Regions from separate parts of the Macaca mulatta genome. Here region 2 is linked to region 1. The links are chromatin contacts, called in public Hi-C maps. All regions are on one chromosome and are shown on one strand. The core of a region is the stretch at or near the end of the contact, and the rest is flanking DNA. Distances in the headings are between cores, read along the strand shown. Region 1 holds the start of LOC699403 (serine/threonine-protein phosphatase 4 regulatory subunit 1). Region 2 holds the start of STX16 (syntaxin 16).

Region 1 (3,393 bases), core at 499-2,998:
ACATAGGCCAGGCGTGGCAGCTCATGCCTGTAACCCCAGAACTTTGGGAGGTTGAGGTTGGCGGATCACCTGAGGTCAGGAGTTTGAGACCAGCATGGCCAACATGGTGAGACCTTGTCTCTACTAGAAATACAAAATTAGCTGGGCACAGTGGTGGACACCCATAATTCCAGCTACTCAGGCTGAGGCAGGAGAATTGCTTGAACCCGGGAGGCGGAGGTTGCAGTGAGCCGAGATTGCGCCACTGCACCGCAGCCTGGGCAAAAAGAGTGAAACTCTGTCTCAAAAAATAAATAAATAAATAAATAATAAATAAATAAATAAATAATAAATAACCTCTGATAACAGGAGCTCATAATTTCTCAGGGTACAATCTTATGGCAGTTTCTCTCCTGGGCTGTAAAATATATCTCTATTAGTCAAAGAATGATCTGCATAGAGCACAAAGGCCAATATTATCCTAGCGATGGATAACATTGATTTTTTCTTTAAATGCTGGAAGGCATTTGAGGGTTTGATGATAAAACTACAGCATAGCACCTATTTAGTTTTATAAAGCTAACATAGTATTAAAGCCTATAAAACACAACTTCTTATGTAGTCAAAGGATTAGTATTGCAAAATGAAAAGTTTTCTTATAGAGTCAAAAACATATGAACAATCACCTTTACTTGTCCCTAGAACCAGAGAACTGAAAAAACCTTCCATTTCAATACGAATTTATTAATTTCTTATTACTACCAGTACAGGCATGTGTAAGCGTTCAGATCTCAGCCTACTACTTTCAGGAAGGACAAAAAGCATCTAAATGTGTTTTACTTGATATCCCTGAAAGAATAGCACCACGATCTATTTTCATCTGCCTTATTTCAAGGTGTAATTGTTGTTGATATTTATAGATTGAAGTTTCTGTGTCTATTCTAATAATTAGCAGAACTCCAATTCATATTTGCATTTTTAAGTTTTCACTCCCAACAAGTCTGAAGATAGTTTTCCTAAAATACACAGATCCTCACTGTACTCCTTCAAGTCTTCCAGAGATGATGTGAACCAGCGACTCAGAATTCAATGAATATAAAGTGCAGGGCCTACACCTGTAACACACTACGTATTTGGAAGGATTTTCAATGCACCTTTAGATGTGTATCAAATAAAAATCTCTTACCCTATTGTTGGGTTGATGTTTGGATCAAAACTGTCTTCCACAAACCGCCACACAATACTCGATTTACCTACACCTGTATCCTGAAAGAGAATGAGACGTGTGACTGAGAAAAGTTTACCTTTTGGCAGACACCAAAAACTACTTTGTGGCGTAAGTTCAGGATTTTAGAAAAATCACCCTAGATGTGTAAATTTTATAAACTGAGGAACACAAAAGCGATTGTCATAAAAATTCAGTGGAGTAATTAGGAAATTCCAAATGTGCTAAAAGAGTGAGGTTTTTGCAGTTTTTAAGACAGATTAGGACCTTTTGAAAGACCCAAAGTTTCTGCTTCGTGTAAAAAGTAACAAGTCCACTTGCTTTCTAACATATGTTAGTAAACTTTGAACTCCTGGGTTACCTCTGAGTAATCCCTGAAGAATCCTAGCCCCACCCTATTTTGGGGGAATAAAGATTAGTTAATGGAGTTCCTGTCTATCTTTTAAGGCAGAAACTGGAATGACAGCATCAATTTCAGAAAGAAGGCTTTGAAATGGCCAACCTTGTCCTTCCTGACAAGACAGGAAGCTGAAGCTTCAAACTAGTCTTTGGGGCTTCCTGATTTGAACACCCCCTTTCTCCACGGGAAGAGTTACTTGGCAAAGTAACTCTTTGGAGAAGTGGCAGGGGTATCCCACAAGTTCAAAAACACCCTCAAGAGACAAAGTAGTCTAATGCTGCTTGTAAAACCTAAAGACCTGTTATGGGTTTTGCTTGAGAAGACTCGGCCAACTCCCTCCCAACTAATACCTTGGTAAGTTGGGAGAAAACTATTTAAAAGCCTCTCCTAACCCAGATGCAATGGAGAGGCAAGGCGGGGCTGTTTGCTCTTTAAGGGGCGGGAAGAGTCCACGGGCTCCAGGGAGGGGAAGGGGAAGGGGAAGGGTCCCTCCGGCCTCCAGGACCTTCTGGAGGGTGCAAGAGGTGGGCGGGACAGCTCCTGACCTGGAGGGAGGGTCCACGGGGCTGGAGACAGCGTCTTGGACGGGGGATGGGGGAAAGAATGAGGGGACATGGGGGATCCGGGGTCCCCGCCAGCCCAGCCTCCCGTGGCCCTCCCGGCCAGACCCACCGCCACTCACCCCGAGCAGACACACTTTGAGCTCCCTCAGCGCCATGGCCCGGGAGCCACGGGCGCGGGCCCGCCGCCGCCCTAAGTTGAGAAAGGAGAGGCCGGGCCCAGCAGGAGCATCCCCTGGCGCCGCTGCCGCCAGACAGCCCAGCCCCGGTCCGCGCAGAGGCGGCTGCCGCCCGTCCTCTGGCCCTAGGTTCTGCCTGTCCGCTGCCAGCCGCGTGGGGCCCGCCTTAGCAGCCTGGACGCCGCCGCGGCCTTCCGGGCGCCGCCGCCGCCGCCATCTTGGGACGCCGGCCGGGTCACCTGACCTCCCCGCCCACCTCGGCAGCCACCTTCACTGAGAGGGCGGGGCCGACCGGCCGGCGCGGGCCGGGGGCGGGGCCTGAAACCTACGGCCCCGCCCCTGTCTACAGGCTCCCCCACCCCTGTCCGTCCAGCCTCCAGGCCCATCCCAAGATGGCGGGTGAGTGGGGTTGGGTTCGGGGGACGCCGGGGGTGCTTCCCTCCCTCTCGCCCCGTGACCACCCCGCGAGGCCGAGGGGCCCCTGCCCGACCCCGTCCTCTCTCGCCGCAGCCCCCTGGTAACTCCTTGTGTGTTTCTTGGTTTTCAGAGATCCCCCTGTACTTTGTGGACTTGCAGGATGACTTAGACGACTGTAAGTAAGAGTTGGGGCACCCCTATCCCTCCCTGGGACGCTCTCAAAGAATTCAGGGTGCACGAAGCGCGGGGCAGGGAACTCTCAAGCCAGGCCCTCCTCGTCAGGACCAGAACAGCGGGACCCCCAACTGCCTAGATCCACTGGGGGCGGTCCCTCCCCACTGGGCGGGGCGGGCTGAGGGTGGGAGCCCTTCCCTCGAGGGAAGGATTTTTGTTGTTGGGGAAACTTTTGACTTCCTGTCACTTCTTTTCTTCCTACGCCTGCAGCTGCCCCGGGATGGGCGGAGGGGGTAGTTCCAAGTCCTAGTCGACTCAGGGCGGGGGGCCCGCCACCTGGGAGTTGGGTGACTTCCCTCTCAGGGCCTCGCCCTTTTCCTAGGGACTTTTAGGAGTGCTGGGGGGTTGGGGAGGTCCCGCTCTCGGTGTGGCCAGCTACGGAATTCACGGACTTCTCAA
Region 2 (3,038 bases), core at 489-2,988, 330 kb before region 1:
TTATTTAACAGAGCAGTAAACTGAGGCTCAGAAAGGGAAAAGTAGCCCCCATTAAAAACAAACCAGAAACAGTAATTTTTCCAGGACCACCCTTAAAAAACACTACTGCTAGGCTAACTAAAGGTTCTGGCTAATTTAAAAAAAAAAAAAAAAATGTTATTTTAGAGGGTTAATTTTCACATATACCTCCTCAGGCTTTTTTAAAAAGTTCGAATGGAGAGGAAAGCGTAATTTCCCGTCTGGGAAATGGAAAGTGAAGAGGCTAGCACCTCGAGTCTTAGAAACCCAAGCCCCCAGGAAGAACAGTGAAACAATTATTCATAGGGAACAAGGCCACACAAGGGCTGCGGGACCGTTAAAACGGGCAGAAAAACAAAACAAAACAAAACAACAACACAACTGCTTCCTCTTTAGGAGAGGGAGTCGTTCATTTGCAAGGATTTGGGTCCATGGTCCCGCGACCCAGCCATTAGGACCGAACTGAGGCTCACTATTGGGGGGAGGGGAGCTTCAAACAAAACGAAACAAAAAGGCTTCAGAAAGGCCCAATGCTTCCCAATGTTAGCGTTAAAACATATGTAAATTACAGGCGGCCTGTAGCGCAGTGACGCCAAGGCGGGGGATGCGCGGGGGGGGTGCTGCGGAAGTGAGGAGAAGACAAGGCAGAGGTGGAGCTGCGGCCTCACAGCACCGCTTTTTCCCCATCCAGGGTTACAGATGCCCCCTGATTCTAGCCAAGAGATCTTATTATCCTTAGTCTTATTATTCTTATCTTCTTTTATTAAACAGAGAGACAGACAGAGACAGACAAACAGGCAGAGCCGCAGTGCACACGGTCCGTGTGTCGGAGAGGCCGCCGGGAGACTCACCGCAGCAATGCTACGTGAATGCAGAGGGCTGGAGGTGGTGTGACTACTCACTTGCTCGGCTAACAGCTGCCGGTTTTGGATGGAATTATTCCGCAACAACAAGAAAGCGTCGGTTAAACGCCTGGTGGCCATGTCTCACCCTTTGTGACCCCCCTCTCAGGGGCCCCCCGCCCACTTATATTCCTGGTTTATTCACTTTCTTTCTCTTGACCCGGCCGGCCCACCCTTTCACAGAAGCTTCTCGACAAGGCCTCAGGCTTCAAGCCAAAAAGACGCAGCTGTGCCCTTCGCCAAAGCGTAGAGACCCCTCCCCAAATAACTACCTAGGCTTTCCAATTGTCTGACTCCCCCTACCCAGGACCGACTTCGATCTCTAAGCACTTGAATCCCCCCAATCCTTGCGTAGCGATCCAACGTTCCAGAGACCCCACCCCAATCCAACCTTGGATCTACAAGCGTCTAACTCGCCAATCCAGCTCTGGACTGGGAGGCCCTGAAGCCCCCTACTCCCTGAGACCCCCAAAGGTCTTTGCTCTCTACCCCTAACTTGGCTCGTAAGCGTCTAGGCCGTGCCCTGAGGTCTGGCTGTGACTCAGTTTCCCCACCAGAGGCCTGGCCTAGGCCCTCTTTGGACAACCGGAGCCAGGCCTGAGGCCTGGACTCCAGGGCGCCTGCAGCTCCCTTCTGGGGCCTTGTCTGAGCCTGCTGAGGCCCTGCCCGACCTCCTGACCCCTTCCTTTCCTGGGTGGCCTGGTCCTCCACTGCCAGCAGGCTGCTGGCCTGCAGGAGGACAGCAGGGCCTGCCTCCCCGGCCTTCTCACTCCTCTTCTCCGGCTCCCTCCATCCCCGGATCTGACTGCAGCTCAGCCCCGGGCCGTTTCCGTACTGTGGTCCCGGGTTCTGGCGTCCCCCCTGGCCCTCTTCCTGTCCGTCCCTCGCGAGTGCCCCCCTGCGACTCTCGCAAGCCTTGCTTGCAACGTTCCGGGCGCGGGAGCTCCCTGCACTCCTGCCCCGGGGCACGAGAGTGCTCCGCCCTCTCCCGGGGTGCTCCTGGGGCGCCCCGTTTCGCCTTCCCCAACTGGGTCTAGGCACTAGGAGCAGGCCAGCGAGCAGGCCCGAGCCTGGGGAGCGTGACCCCCAGGCTGCAAACCGCTGCCAGGGCCCTTGGTCCCTGCATTAGAGTGGAAGTTGCGCGGCAGGCAAATTTGGGCTCCCCGAGAGCCGAAGTTTTGGGCGCGGGGAGTTGGAGCGGGAGAGGAAAAGTTGGAGACGACTGCCTCTGCAGGCCGAGCACGCTCTACTGCAGGCGCTGGCGCTCGCTTTTTTTTTTTTTTTTTTTTTTTTTTTTTTTTTCCCACTCTGAAAAAAGATGTACCCGACAAACAACCAGGAGGAAAAAAAAGGAAAAAAAAAAAAAAAAAAAAAAAAGCGAAAGCTCCAGGCAGTCTGGCCGCGCAGCCGCCGGCAGTCGGGGGTCGTTGGGGGCGCCCGCCCTCCCCAGCTGCCGCTTTCTGTAGGTGGCACTACAGGGTCGTGGAATCTCAAGTGGAAAAGTTCCCCGAAAACTTTGACACCTCCTGCCCCCGTCCCCGCGAAAAATATCTCTGTTCCCCGCCTGGGCCCTGGCCCGGAGCACCCCGCGCCCCTGGCGTCCCGGGCCCGGTTTCTCGCCGTTGGCCAGGCCCGGGGCGCCCTAAGCACCCCGGCTTGCCGTCCCGGGCCAAGTCGGCGGGGTTCGTGCAGGGGCTCCTCGGGGCCGCGTCGGGCAGCAGCTGCCCGGGCCCGAGCACGGCGCCCAGAAACAGGCGGGCGCCCAGTGACGGAGGCTCTGGTCTGGCCCGGAGCCGCCCGGGAAGCCTGAGGCCAAGGGCCTGGCCCAGCGCTCGGCGGGAGCGGGTCGAGGGCGCAGAGCTGTGCTGCTGCGCCTTCCGGGCCCCCGGTCTGTCTAGGGCCGGCTTCCCCTTGCCGGGCGAGGGTGCGGGCCGGACTCCGGAGTGGGGTTCCAACAAAACACCTAGGCCCCAGAAGCGGCCCCCACGCGTCCTTTGTTTCTGCGTGGAACAAACTTTACACACGTGTGTTTTCCGAGGGTTTCCCGTGTGCTGAGCGCTTGCAAAGCGGAGTCGCGCCCGGGGAGACGCGAAGCCGGTGCCCGCGGCTCACCCAGGG

Evidence for each region. A called contact is a pair of places that touch in the nucleus more often than the background predicts.
Region 2: a contact with region 1 is called in a Hi-C map of fetal cortex germinal zone, with 3 times the contacts expected there. The contact joins the promoter of STX16 here to the promoter of LOC699403 in region 1. A contact is called at or near these places in 2 of 14 Hi-C or Micro-C datasets (cortical neurons and fetal cortex germinal zone).

Annotation. Positions count from the first base shown.
Region 1 is chr10:111,109,413-111,112,805 of T2T-MMU8v2.0, reverse strand. It overlaps LOC699403 (serine/threonine-protein phosphatase 4 regulatory subunit 1), which reads left to right and starts at 1,748. Exons shown (of 19, transcript XR_013400073.1): 1 at 1,748-1,958; 2 at 2,891-2,935. RAB22A (RAB22A, member RAS oncogene family) reads right to left here and starts at 2,597. Exons shown (of 7, transcript NM_001193817.3): 1 at 2,287-2,597; 2 at 1,166-1,245. The coding sequence starts at 2,322.
Region 2 is chr10:111,443,110-111,446,147 of T2T-MMU8v2.0, reverse strand. It overlaps STX16 (syntaxin 16), which reads right to left and starts at 1,738. Exons shown (of 9, transcript NM_001257651.1): 1 at 921-1,738. The coding sequence starts at 1,001. It overlaps LOC144332207 (a long non-coding RNA gene), which reads left to right. Exons shown (of 3, transcript XR_013400091.1): 3 at 790-987.